2 separate regions of the Anser cygnoides genome follow, and region 2 is linked to region 1. A link is a contact called in public Hi-C data. All regions are on one chromosome and are shown on one strand. The core of a region is the stretch at or near the end of the contact, and the rest is flanking DNA. Distances in the headings are between cores, read along the strand shown. Region 1 overlaps TSC22D1 (TSC22 domain family member 1). Region 2 holds the start of TPT1 (tumor protein, translationally-controlled 1).

Region 1 (6,503 bases), core at 1,352-3,851:
TCTCCTTCAATGCCCATATTATGTAATAGCTCAGCTGCCTACAAAATTATATATCGCCACACAAAAAGCACGAAAAAAATCTTTTTTTGCTACACGCTCCTCTAAATGTATAAAAACCAACTTTATTTTTGTTCTTTACTTCTGCATCAGCTTGATCGCGTAGCGAGACAAAATTGTCACTGATACCAGCGGACACAAAATAACTCAGCTTTTAAAATAAACTACCCTTTGACCACATGCACAACGTTTGAGGCAAACCGAGGAGGTAACACGCATATTTTTATGCTTCCTCACAGCACACTGCGCACAAAAATGGGAATCAGCAGCGCACAAGGCTTATGTAACCAGAAAGTCCCCAGCCTTGCTGCAGCTGATGCTGTCCGCTGAGCCTGCCCCTGAAGGCCTCCTTACAGCACGCAATTAACTCCTACAGTCACGCTAGGGCAGCAAAGGCTTCTTGTTTCCAGCTGGGAACTCGAACAAGATAAAGAGGTGTAAGTATAGATAACACAATTCACCTATTTTTTTCCCCCCAAGCATCATATAATTTGGGAGTGTTCTTCAACTGCAACAATAATTAAGACTGCCCAATTAAGAGCAGCATACCTAAGAGAATTCTGTTGAAATACGCTACACTACTGATAGCACAGCCTCGGCTAAAAATAACCTGGTCCTGACGTTATTGAAGCCCTTTCTACCTTTCCTACCTCTTCTGCTTCCCTCCTGGGCTTGGAGAGACATCCACTCCTCTCAGTGGTGACTCCTCACCGGGGGCTTAGCTCTGAACAACTTCAAAGTTAAAAGCGAAGTATAAATGAAATTTAAAATTGAAAGCCCTGAAGCTGGACTCTGAGGAATCATTCCACAGAAAGGCGAAACAATCGCCATCATACATACAAGCAAAACAGCCGGACTTGCTGCAGAGAAAAAGCAACGTTAATGCCATTAGCTACTTCCTCCAGGTCCCTGAATAGAAGCCCAGGTATAAGGTGACCTGAATGCTCCAGCATCCTGAGCAGCACGTCACCAGACGGCCACATGCTGGACCACGTATCCCTGAAGGTGACAGGGGCGCATTGCTCCCCACCAAACCCCGCCGCTGTCTTCAGCGCACGCAGGCACGGGTGGCTGCTGACCGAAGCCGTCACGGCTCCTCCTGCCTGTCAGATGCTCTTCGGTCTTAATCCTGTTTCCGCCAAAATACATCATTTAAGCGTAAAACTTGAATCAATGGCTCAGAAGGCTAATAAGGCTGCTCTGAGGGACGAGGCCGCAGGGTTTCCGTTTGTTTTCCGCCGCAGCCCCGCGGCCGGGGGAGCGGGGCCCAGGCGCGGCCCAACCCCGCCACCTGGCGGCCGCGGCCGGGGGAGCCGGGGCCGCCAGGGAGCGCTCGGGGACCGGCCTCGCCTGGTGCCTGGCGCCCCTCCGCGGCCAGCCCCCGCCAGGTGGGAGGCATACAAATATGTTTTATTTACATATATATATAAATCCGCCTTAGCAGGAGGTAAGGAGAAGGGAGAGGCGAGGCTCAAGCCCCTCGGCTGTCCTGGTCACCTCAGAGCTCGCAGCGCCCGGCCCTTGACACTGCCGCCAGCCCCTCGCTGCCACCTCGTACAGCCCGCTGAAGCTGGCTCGGTAGCAGAGGGAAAACACACAGAATATCCCAGTGGAAAACTGGCAGGAGAAAACCTGAGGAAGCGTTTAGGTGCCCATGTGGGTGCCCCTGTCACTGAGCCCCTCTCGGTAAGGCGCCGAGAAATGGGATGTGGGTGGCTGCAGGGCTCAGGTACGCTTTCCTACACTTTCAGGACTGTAAAAGAGCTCAGGGACCAGAAATGTGGTGGCTTTCAGAGTAAATGTTTAAGGAGGAGCCCCCACAAACGTCCCCCTGGCTCTAAGGATAGGAAGCCATGGCAGCTTCGAGTCCTAGGGGCTGACTTGCACAGAGGCGCAAGGAGAGGGATCTGAAACAGGCTGGGAGCTCACAAGGTTTTTCTTGGGTGAGTTGAACAAAGGTAACAGAACACTTCCTTCCCTCAATCCTCTGATCCGTGACAGGCAAGGGGAGCAAGATACTGGTGCTGATGAAAGGAAAAGAGCATTTCATTTTACGGAGGCATAACCGAGTAAGAGACACCTTGTTCTCTTCCCCTTTCAAAACACTGGTGACAACATTTAAAACTAATTTTTTCCCCCACTGCAAAGCCAATGTCCCTTCTAGACTAAAGTAACTAACTAAACTCCTCCAAATGTATTACTTTCCATTGCTAGGAGGTCATTAGTTTACCCACAACAAAGCACATGCCCACGGTGTTGCAGCTTTATTGAGAAACGACCCTTATCCTTTGAGCCAGATTCACAAGATACGACAAAAATAACTCGTTGTTTTAACAGAGGATGCCAAAGGGTCACTGTGCTCCCCGTCAGCACATCTGAACTTGTTCACTGGCAGTTACCTCTGAGCAAATATTAAGGCTGCAAGATGTCATGCACTGGGACCCTGAATTCCTGCCACTATTCCCAGGGACGGAGTAACTCTGAGCTGAACCCAGCTTGTGAAAATACACACAGGTACAGGTACGTACACACACAGGGCTGGTATGTCAAAACAGCCAGATTTTAGGGAATCTTAATTTCTGAGAGTGTTTACTGCTAAAATACCAGAATGCACTTTTACAATCAGACTTCATGTTTCTTAAAAAAAAAAAAACACTTCCTTACAAAAAAACCAGCATGCTTAAAAGTACTGCAACACACAATCATTTCCACCATGCTGGTATCTATTCAGAGTTTCTCCCTTTACAAACACCAAAACGCTTGTGGGTATTGGTCTCCCCCCTCTTGTGTTTTTTTTTTCCCTGTTTGTTTGTTTTAATAGAGCATCAGCCAACATGGCAAAGACTTGTTCTTCAACTGCCAAAAGCATCACTCGTGCAGAAGTGATGTCAGCACTGCTTTGTTAGGAAGCTGGCCTTCTCTCTGAAGAGGCAGAACACACACATTGCCAGGTCAAGCATTAATGGCAACTATTGTTAGTTTACTCAGCCCAGCAGCGTGACAGCTCGTAAGACAAGGCAGCATCATTAAAGATGATCTGGGATCACCTCGAACTGAATCACCCCACTCAATTCTGGAGATCCATATGCCCAGGAATCCAATTCACAAACTGCAAATGACTGAGGACATCATAGAGGTAACAATACACAACAAGATCAAACCATGGCCTGTTGGGGCTCCTGTACCCCCTTCTAAGCTGACTCACCTCTACACGCACAGAACGTGGTATTCTGCAGAAAGCACTGCCCGCAAGATTGTGAACTCGATGGAAAACAGGCATTTTATAAAATCTACACTTCCAGATTTAGTAATCAACTGTCATAACAGAATTTGACACAAGAGTCTAAATCTTTTGTTATTGTGCCAAGCTACAGTTTTGTCTACTACTGTAGTTCCAATACTGCATGTAGACTCCATGGGTTTTCTGGTCAAAACTGTATTTATGATTTTAATTATTAAATCAATATTTTATTCAATTATTTCAATGAATTACCTTAGCTTCCTTAAGTACTCAAGTAGCTGAGTTCTCTGCTACCATCTACTTTGGATGAAATTACAAGAAAACTCTGAAAAAAGACCTCAGCTGGGATACACTGGAAAACATGGGGCACAGGAAACAGGAATACTGAAGTACAAATATTCTTAATTGACCAAATAAATGCCTTTTGCTGGAGGCTTGACAAGTCAGAGAACTGAAGTTTATACCTTCAATGTATGGGAACAAGTAATGACATGGCAGACCAATTTAAAAAAACAATCATGGAAATTAGCTGAAATGTAGGCCTCGGAAACCACTAAGTGAAGTACAATGTAGCACAAAGTAGTCTGGTACCACCAACCAAAGAATAACAAAAAAAATCAGCTTGGAAAGGTTCTCTATCTAGACCAACCTCCTGCTCAGATGAGGGTTAACTTCAAAATCACATCAGGTTGCTCATGGCTTTCTGAAGCAATTCAACAAGAGAAGACAGAACTCAGAATTCACAGGCACTACTGCCCTGGCAAGACCACCACAACGCTCAAGAGCACTCAGCAGAAGAATGGTGCAGACCTTACAAAGGCCTTGCAATTTAGATCAGCAAAGGCCTTACGCTTGCGATCACCTTCCAGGAACTAAAACAGAGTAAGTGATTTTCTGAAATAGCAGAAAGAAAAATAAAACATTAGATGAACTTGCAACTGGTTCCCGAAATATTTTAACTCCAGGATATGAGAAGCAGGAGAGACTGTATGGCCCATGAAAAACAGCTCCAGGAGTACAGCAGACAACTCCTCAGAACATACCTTATATTAAGTTATATTTTAAAAATTACATCACCTATTTGGCTTCTACACTCCTGGTTGGAAGCCAAGCCACAATCGCAGCTCTCCAACAGCAGTAGCCTTCAGTATGTGGCACACAGTTCCTTATACCAGCTGAAGCTCAGGCTAGCCTGAAAAATGAAAGCACAACCAAGCCTTCTCCCTTCCCGGTTGTTTTTAAGGAGGAAAGCCACATTCCCTCATTCTTCCACTGGTGAGGGCAAATAAGGCAACAGCTGAAGAGAACAAGAAGCTCAGCCCATGAAACCTTTTCAGACGGGTACAAATTGAATCTGAACTGCAGACAAAAATCAAAGTGAAAGATGACAGTGAAAGGAGTACCAAATACATCCATCATACAGAAGGTACTTGGTTGTACTGTACTGTCCCAGGTGACACCCTGCTTGTGTGCCTTACAAATGTAAATCCAACCACATTCCAGCTCCAAACCACCCAGAAACCCCAAGAACTGAAAACAATATCACCACATCACCATCATGCTAATAAGGTCCAATTACATACGCAGGAACAACCGTCACAAACAGTTTTCTGGGGTGCAGACAGCATTAAAAGAAGGCTATGTTCAAACTGGCAAGAGATCTTATCAAAAAAGCAACCCCAAGAAACTGAACCAAAACATTAATGCTCTAAAGACTGCTGCAGACTTAAGACTAAGTAGAATCCAATAAAAAAAAGTCTGATTAGCAGGTAACTATAGGTAAAATTAAGAAAAACAAGGCAGGCACAGATAAGATTGCTTTGGTCTTAACTTTACATTCAAAGACTGCCAATGAGTCTGCATGAGTTTCATACACTTCGTGAAAGCAGCCATTTTACCATCACAAGACTTGCACAAAGTCCAACAACTGCATAACTTGGGACTACTTTGCTCATATTCTGCAACTAGATGAACCACTGTTTCAGTCCAAATGTGTAGATTAAGGCTGCTGAATTAAACCACCATTAACAGTTTGTTCAAGTGTGAAGATACATATTTAATGAAGGTACTCAGAATATTTACTACATATTTAACTCAGAAGGTACTGCTTTCTACAGTCACTTCTGGAACCTGAAAAGAAAATAAAGCAGAAAAGGAGAACAGAAACATTGAAAATTAAGAGATATATGGATGAATGATTACTAATACCTATAGAGAAAAAGCACAGAAGAAGGCAGGGTAGATGCTACATTATTAAGAGTACAAGACAAATCCCCAGCTAATTTATAACCTTGTATCACCCCATTTATCATTATTCTCAAACTGCCTATGTTAAGCAACAACAACTGAGTATTTTTGAAGTCCATTAAGATCCAGTTACTGTTTGAATGCCAAATACTCTTGCCTGCACTGACAGACAATAGTAACCACATGCTTAACTGAAGTATTTTTCTGTAGTTTGTGAGTTAAGAGAATATTGATGTTTCCACAGTTTCAGTAACCTGATGGTCAGAAAAGTTATGATGGAAGGGTATTTTTAATGCCAGAAATTGTACTCCAGACTGAACTCTAACAGCAAGGTTAAAGACATGCTAGAAATGTTTGCAATACATGTTTGCAGAGGTTAAGAATAGCCCAAAGATAAGCAGTTGCCTAAACTTGGCAGTTATGAACTGGGACTCTACACAGGCACAAAACATTCTTGTGATGCTCAGACTCATTTGTTCTCAAACACTAACTGTCCCGGCTCCAAAGCCGCACAAAAGTTTAATGAGGTGACAATCCCCTGTTGTAACAAAAGTTTTGAGAGATTCAGGTCACAGAGGGAAAATAAAAAAAGTCATTTGACACAAGAGGAACTCACTGAAGAGACTGAGATAACAGGTGCTGGGAGCTGGGTTTTTCCCCCCACACAAGATCAAAATCCCCCCCCAAACATTAAAACAGAAGGCACATACACAATTTTTCTGATACCAAGTATATTTGACCCTTGAGTCTTGGGAAGGATTTAAAAACCTCTGATTAACCCCCCTCTTTTCAGGGCAGGCACCCCTCTCAATTTCTTTTCCCAAAGCTCTCTGGAGCTAAAATCATCATGAAGCAGCCTTACCTTTACGTGTAAACTGAATTAAAACCACATTTTGAGGTGACGGCTTGGTAGAGAGTAACAGTGCATGTAACATTGGCCACAGTGATGCCTGCCTTT
Region 2 (6,764 bases), core at 1,131-3,630, 330 kb after region 1:
TAAGCCGTCCTTAAAGAAAATCATATATGGGGTCACACCATCCTCACGGAAATCCAGCAGAGCCACCATGCCATCTGGATTCATGTTCTCTCCTACAAAGAACTTCAGAGAAACATGTTACTGAGACATCCTGTGAGCTACCACCAGGAGACACTGCCCATTACACAAAGAAGCTGCAACATCTCCAAGCTAAGTTTAAAAGCCTCGCTGACCAGCTGCAGGGGGTTTGTTTTCTGCAAGCTGTCCATTTTAGTACCACATGGCATTAACACGCTGCCATGAACAGTGAAGTAGGAAACGGGGGCCAGAGTGATTCACCTCCCACATCTTTAACTCCACAGTTCCCATGTAGTTAACTTTGCGTGTAGTTATCACCACAAGTACTGCAAAAGTTGAAGCAAGATCCCCAAACACCTACAAGTCTTCTAACTATTTCTCCCCTGACTCTCAGGGCCCCAAACACCCTCAGAGAGGGTCCAAGTGAGATGTCCCTAAACAGGGGGCTTCGGAACTCAACAAGCTAGTTCAGCAGACAAACCAATCTCAGCTTGTATTACCAAAGTACTGCTGTAAGGAAACACAAGTTGTGTTACCTGGTAGTTTTTGAAGTTAGCGAGGATGTGTTTGATTTGTTCTGCAGCCCCTGTCATGAAAGGCTTTACTCTCTCTGGCTTGTGTTCCTCAAGTCTGGCTTTGATTCTGGGAGGAAAAAAAAAGCAAGCTTTGAAAGCACATTCTAGCCTATTGACTTCATCATGCAGCATCCCATCATAGCAGAAAGTTACCAGCAGTCACTGTTTGATCTTGTTGTGTTTCCCACCACTCCTCCAGAAAACCAACCCACAAAGTTTTCATTTTGCTAGTGAATTAGAAGAACAGTGCCTGCCACTCACATCAAACTCATTTTACTTGTGGGTTTGTGCTAGACAAAAAAAAAGTCATTTCTAGAACACCAGGAGTATTATCCATCAGCATCACAGAAAAAGCATTTTCACCTTCAATGCCAGCCCACCAAAGTCTGAGCAATAGGAACTACATTTTGAACTAGCAAACAGCTCCATCTTACACACAGCTTTGGACATTTAAGTTGTCTAGTTCAGGAAGCTCTCCTTTACCACCCCACCCCCCTCCACACAAATGTTTGGCACAGAGGAATCAAAGAAAACAACAAGGTTACAAATACTACCCAAAGCATGTGATCTGGTCTTCTACCTCAGCCAAGATAAGCTTAGATAGTCCAGTATTGATTCTTTAGAGCTTCAGTTTTGCCAAGTATTAAGACATCACCGAATTTCACAGCCAGTTTGGCACCTGCATCAGAACTAACATCTACTAAGAAAAAAAACTCAACGCTATTTTTAAGATCTGTCACCTAGGAACCCTGCAGTCCCACCCAGAGAAAAAGCCCACCCGCACTTACGCTTTCATGTAGTCCTTGATGTACTTCTTGTACGACTCTTTTGTAAAGCTGGTTTCCTGAAGATGGTGGTTTATTACTATGTCAACACCAGTTATGACCGTGGCTTCTGTTCCCTCTCCCTCAGGACCTTCAGCAGAGGCATTGCCACCAATTAGAGAGTCATCAATTTGACCCTCTGTCCTGGTGACCATCTAGATTTAGAGACATCAAAAAACTTCAAGGCTCTGCGAAAAACCTCGACACTCCTGCTCTTCTTACACATCTACGGCCTGACAGCAGGGCATGACTTCAGAGCCACAGCTAGAGGCAAGAACACAGACTGCAGCCCGAGCGGGGTGTCCCTGGGCCAGGCTCCCCTCCTGGGGCCTGGCCACAGCCCTATTACAGGCTGCGGTCCCTCTGTGTCCCCCCCAACCCCTCTGAGGCACCCCTCGAACTGCCCCCCCCCCCCCCCCCCCCCAAAAAAAAAAACAAACAAAAACCAACAAAACCCAGCCTTTTCTCCCCACCCCATCTCCCCCCCAAAAAGAAGGCCGTGGGCCCACTCACCTTCCCCTCCACTTCCAGGCACAGGCCGTTCGCCACCTCGCGGATCTTGTAGATGTCCGAGAACATCTCGTCCTCTGTGGTGAGACACACACACACACACACAGCGCCCGTCAGCCGCCGCCATTTCGGGGCCGGGCCCCCCCCCCCCCCCGCGGGCATGCGCGGCCCCGCTCCCGGCCCAGGCCCGCTCCCCGTCCCCTCACCCTCTCCCCCCTCACCCCCCCCCCCCCGTCCCCTTACGGCTGATGCAGTCCCGGTAGATGATCATGGCGGCGGCGGGGGCGAGGCGGAGGGAAGGGCAGGAGCGGCCGGAGTGCTCTGCGCGGCGGCGGCGGGCGGCGGGCGGCCGGCAGCGAGGCGGAAAGGGCCGAGTCAGCGCCTGCCGGGGCTCATATAGCGGGCACGGCCCCGGCGCGTCACCGCGCCGCATGCGCGCTCCCGCCCCCCCCTCCGCCCGCCCGCCCTCCGTACCCCGCCGCGCACGCGCGCGCGCGCCCCCCGCGCGGCCGCCATTTCGTGACACCCCCCCCCCCCCCCCCCCCTTGACGGCGATGCCCTTCGCCAAGGGGCTCGGCCGTGTTTTGAAAATAACAATAAACGGTCATAATAATTAAATTATAATAATTTAATTAAATTATAATACTTAAATAAAATAATGATTGAGAGGTTGTTAGGCTCCTCCTACCACTACTTTTCCCTTTTCCCTCAGATACGTCGGTTTGCACACAGACACGCCATTTCTTGTTGATGGACTGACTGGGGAAAGAGAGAAAAATGTTGTTTTTCTTCCAAGGATTAGGCGCAGCAGTCAGGCTGAGGTGAAAGGCAGGATAATAAGGGCAGTAATGCTGCCCTAGGCTTTGTTTTACCACCCTTGCGCACACCTCCATGCATCACCTTATCTCCATCAAAATAAATGTAGACCTCCCTTGAGCCCTGATTCTTAGGGGACATTGACAAAAAACCTTCAGAAGACATCATGGGACTTAAAACACCTAATGCTGCCAACAGTCCCAGACGTGACAGAGATATCGGAATCACAGAATTGATATACGGAATAGCAGGGCACAGGATGCAATTCTTTGTCCCTCATCCTCCTCACAGGATGCACTTCTCTGTCCCTCACCCTCCTCAGGCAGTAAATTACTCATTGCTTTCTTTGTGGGGGTCAGAAGAGCTCCTCTTTATATCTCCTCCTCCTCCCCTGCTATCCCTTCCTTTGCTCCATATATCAGTGCCTTTTATTTTTTCTTTCATTCCTTTTTTCTTTTTTTTTTTTTAATTTTTTTTAGATGGTCTAGCTGCTTACATAATCTGAATTTATAAGTGGTTGTTCTCCACCATGTTTTGCTTTCAAGACTACTACGGCCACTTCAGACCTGAGGAAGGGGCTTCTGCCCCCAAACTTGTGTTTTTAATCGGTGTCAGATGGCCTGATAAGAACTATTCCCTTTCTTTGCGAGCCTTGCCACAGTGGAAAAAGAGCAGCTTACATCTTTAGCAGTGGGCTGAGTGACGGGAGAACATTTGGCTCCTTCTCCGCAGCTTAATATGCAGCTAAAAACATCCACTTTGTAGGTGTGCGTCGGCTTGGTTTCATTTTGAAGAGATTGTTCTAGAAAAAAATGAATATTTCTATAGTAGCATCGAAACCTCGTATAAATTCGGTGACTGCCTGTTTACTGGAGTCAGGGTAGAAACCCTCTGGCACTCCTGGTAGAGTAAATGGACCTCCAGGTGGCTTTTCCTGCAGCTCTACATTCAGACTTGCAGCCATGAAATGGGAGATTTTTGTTTAAAATGCATCAGTTAAATAGGTCAAGGCTCCTGTGTGAACACCTATTTGATGTGGAGTTAAGCTAAATCAACATCGAATTTTAAAAGCTTTAAATGAAACTAGGAGCGTTGACAAGGTTTTGCACCCTTTTAACCTGAGTTGCTTCTAAAACTGATTTAAACGCAGACAACTGTGAATAAATCCTGGGACTAATCCTGGTGATATTTAAATTGCTTTAGGCTTTGCTGCGGTCTAACCCGGGTGGGCAGCTCAGCACCACCCAGCCGCTCGCTCGCTCACTTCTCCCACAGTGGGAAGGGGCAGTGAATCAGGAAGGTAAAAGTGTGAGAACCCGTGGGTTGAGATAAAGACAGTTTACTGGGGAAAGCAAAAGCAGTGCGCACAAGCCAAGCAAAACAAGGGGTTGATTTACCGCTTCCCAGCGGCAGGCAGGTGTTCAGCCACTTCCAGGCAAGCAGGGCTCATCACGTGTAACTGTTTCTTGAAAAGACAAATGCCATCACCCCTAACGCCCTCCCTTCTTCCTTTCCCCCATCTCTTATTGCTGAGTGTGCTGCCACATGGCATGGGACATCCCTTTGGCCAGTTTGGGCCAGCTGTCCTGGCTGTGTCCCCTCCCAGCTCCTGGGGCGCCCCAACCTCCCGCAGGCAGGGCAGCACAAGGAGCTGAACAGTCCTTGGCTCTGAAAGCACTGCTCAGCGGCAGCTAAAACATCTGTGTGTTATCACCATTATTTTCATCAAAAACCCAAAACACTGCATTATATGAGCCTTTGAGAAGAAAATTAACTCTATCCCAGCCAAAACCATGGCAGCTTTGCAATAAGCACAGAGATACTAGTGCTGAGAATTTTCCTGTGATGCCATGTAAACAGATAATTATTTACCGTGCTGATCCTTTGTGATGAAATAGATTAGAAAATGCATTAAAAAACAGTTTTTCAGAAAACAGCATTCTTTGAAGAAAACTTTAGTATTCCTCACTTGCTTTCTCTGTAGGCACCTCATGCATTGAGCCAGGGTTAATGCATTTCAAAGCAGTTGTCTAAAAAGGCGGTCCCTCTGCAGCAGGGGGCATTTTAGATGCTGATTGACATCTAAAATGACAAGACAGGTTTTCCTGACAGTGCATCTCATCTCTGGAGACATATAAATCCCCATGGGCTGACAAATTCCTGTGTTTTTATAGATAAGCCTTTGAATATCGTTTGAGCAGGATTTTCTAGGCAGGTGTCTACAGAGTTGTGCAAGAAGCCTCTTTCATGGAAGATGCATCTCAGCTAGTCATGAATTACTGCAGTGCTACTCAATTACACTAAATATTAGCATCTGATGATCATTGTGCTCAACTAATTACTTGTGTCTTGGATTAAAATGGCAGACTACAGCTGATACTTTGCTATTCTTTCTCTAAGCAAACAGTATGCTTTCAGCCCATCATGGCGACTTGCCTTGAATGGTATGGAAAGCGAGGAGATCCTGCCCACAACTAAGCCACCTGCGAGGTGCAGTGTGTGGGAATAAATGAGATATGAAGCTGAGGAAGAGAGGTGAAGCTGGGCAGTGGAGCAGGGATGGAGGCAGTGTGTTCTAACCTTTAAGGAGGCTGTGAAAGTCACAGAGGAGTGATAACATTTTACATCAGATATTGAATGTAAGGAGAGGGACCTGAAATGTGTATGACCTGATGGAGAAAAACTGAAAAATTGAAGACTAACCAACACAAGACAAGCCAGGCAGTCACTATGGTTGTTTAGGTAGGGTTTGTACTAGACTTAATAGAGTGTTCTTGGTTCCCCAAGGACCAGATGTCAATACCCTGGGCCATCAGCCCCTGCCCCAGTGAGGCCACAGCAGGGCCAGGTTCCAGCTCCCCACAGTCCTGCCCTGCCCAGCCATGGCCCCACTGCGCCAGCCCCATGTTCAGGCCTTGGCTCATTCCCCAGGGAGGTACCTGGGGTGCCCCCTTTCAGTCCCTGTCAGTAATTGGGAACTTCTGGATTTCAAACCAATATTTGTAACTTGGAGCTCCCTTGGCAGTGTACTAAGCCAGAATCCCAGACCACAAGACAGGCACTGGAAAGAGTTGAGCTTTGACTACCAGTGTAGTTTGTCCGGTCCAACCTACTCACAGTGGAATACGGATTACATAGATAAAGGATTAGATAGATAAAGGCACCACTTTTCAGAATGCTAGAAAGGTCTTCTGTTTAGCAATCCCACCTGCACTCAGAAGCAATGCAGATTTTATTACTCTGATGTTCACAGTTTTTGCAGTTCTTCATCTTGTGGCCAGGTCCCTGAAAATCCTCTGCATCTTCCATGGTTTTACACCCACTGCTCTGTTTCACTTAAGGCTGGCTAGCTGCTCTTCTTCAGGCAGACAGAGAGGTCCCTGGATAAAAACAAAAAGCCTTTTTATCCATGCCATCAAAAGCACTATTTCAGCTTACCTAGAGCCCTTCCAGTGGGGATGTGTGAGGGTGTCACGCTGGCCTGCACCACAGCTGGTGCTTTTTTAGTAAAAACAGGACTTAAACTGCCAAGATAAGAACTTTAAAGCAAGGGTACTGCCCAAAGCTGTAGCCGTGTTTTAGACTGGCTGTCCATTTGACTAGAGCTATGGTAGAAAAGCCCAGTTTTGCTCCTGTCTTGGATCTTGGCTGATTTTTACACATTGGACAAATGGCCTGAATAGGTGGAAGACACTTTATCAAGGCCAGTGGGCCAATGAGCAGTCAGGCCAATTTTCTAAAGGAAAATCCCCTGAGGGCTTTTAAACACAAAGAAGCAACACGAGGTTCAGACAGGCTGTGAGCCACATGCTTCGGGAAGCTGAGGGGGTGTGCTGGGGGAAGTGCCGCATTACCCTGGCCCTGGCCCTCTGCTCTTCCCCAGGCTTCCGCTGCCGGCAAATGCCAGAGGACACCGAGCAGATGCTGCACTAGAGGCATCTTGGTTTGCCTCCGTATGGCTCCTCTGGTGTTATGTTCCTGA

Evidence for each region. Hi-C and Micro-C count contacts between places; a contact is called where the count stands out from the background.
Region 2: a contact with region 1 is called in a Hi-C map of liver, with 1.7 times the contacts expected there. The contact joins the promoter of TPT1 here to the enhancer-like site in region 1.

What each region holds. Positions count from the first base shown.
Region 1 is chr1:181,350,545-181,357,047 of Taihu_goose_T2T_genome, forward strand. All of the region lies in intron 2 of TSC22D1 (TSC22 domain family member 1), which reads right to left. Among named protein-coding and RNA genes, the nearest start is that of TSC22D1, 59 kb to the right of the region's middle. Within about 2 kb of position 2,602, at least 2 of the 3 cell types and tissues checked have open chromatin away from gene starts, as enhancers often do. A contact at or near this core is called in liver, where this site is marked.
Region 2 is chr1:181,677,192-181,683,955 of Taihu_goose_T2T_genome, forward strand. TPT1 (tumor protein, translationally-controlled 1) reads right to left here and starts at 2,381. Exons shown (of 6, transcript XM_066988516.1): 1 at 2,210-2,381; 2 at 1,970-2,043; 3 at 1,421-1,611; 4 at 594-699; 5 at 1-102. The coding sequence starts at 2,237.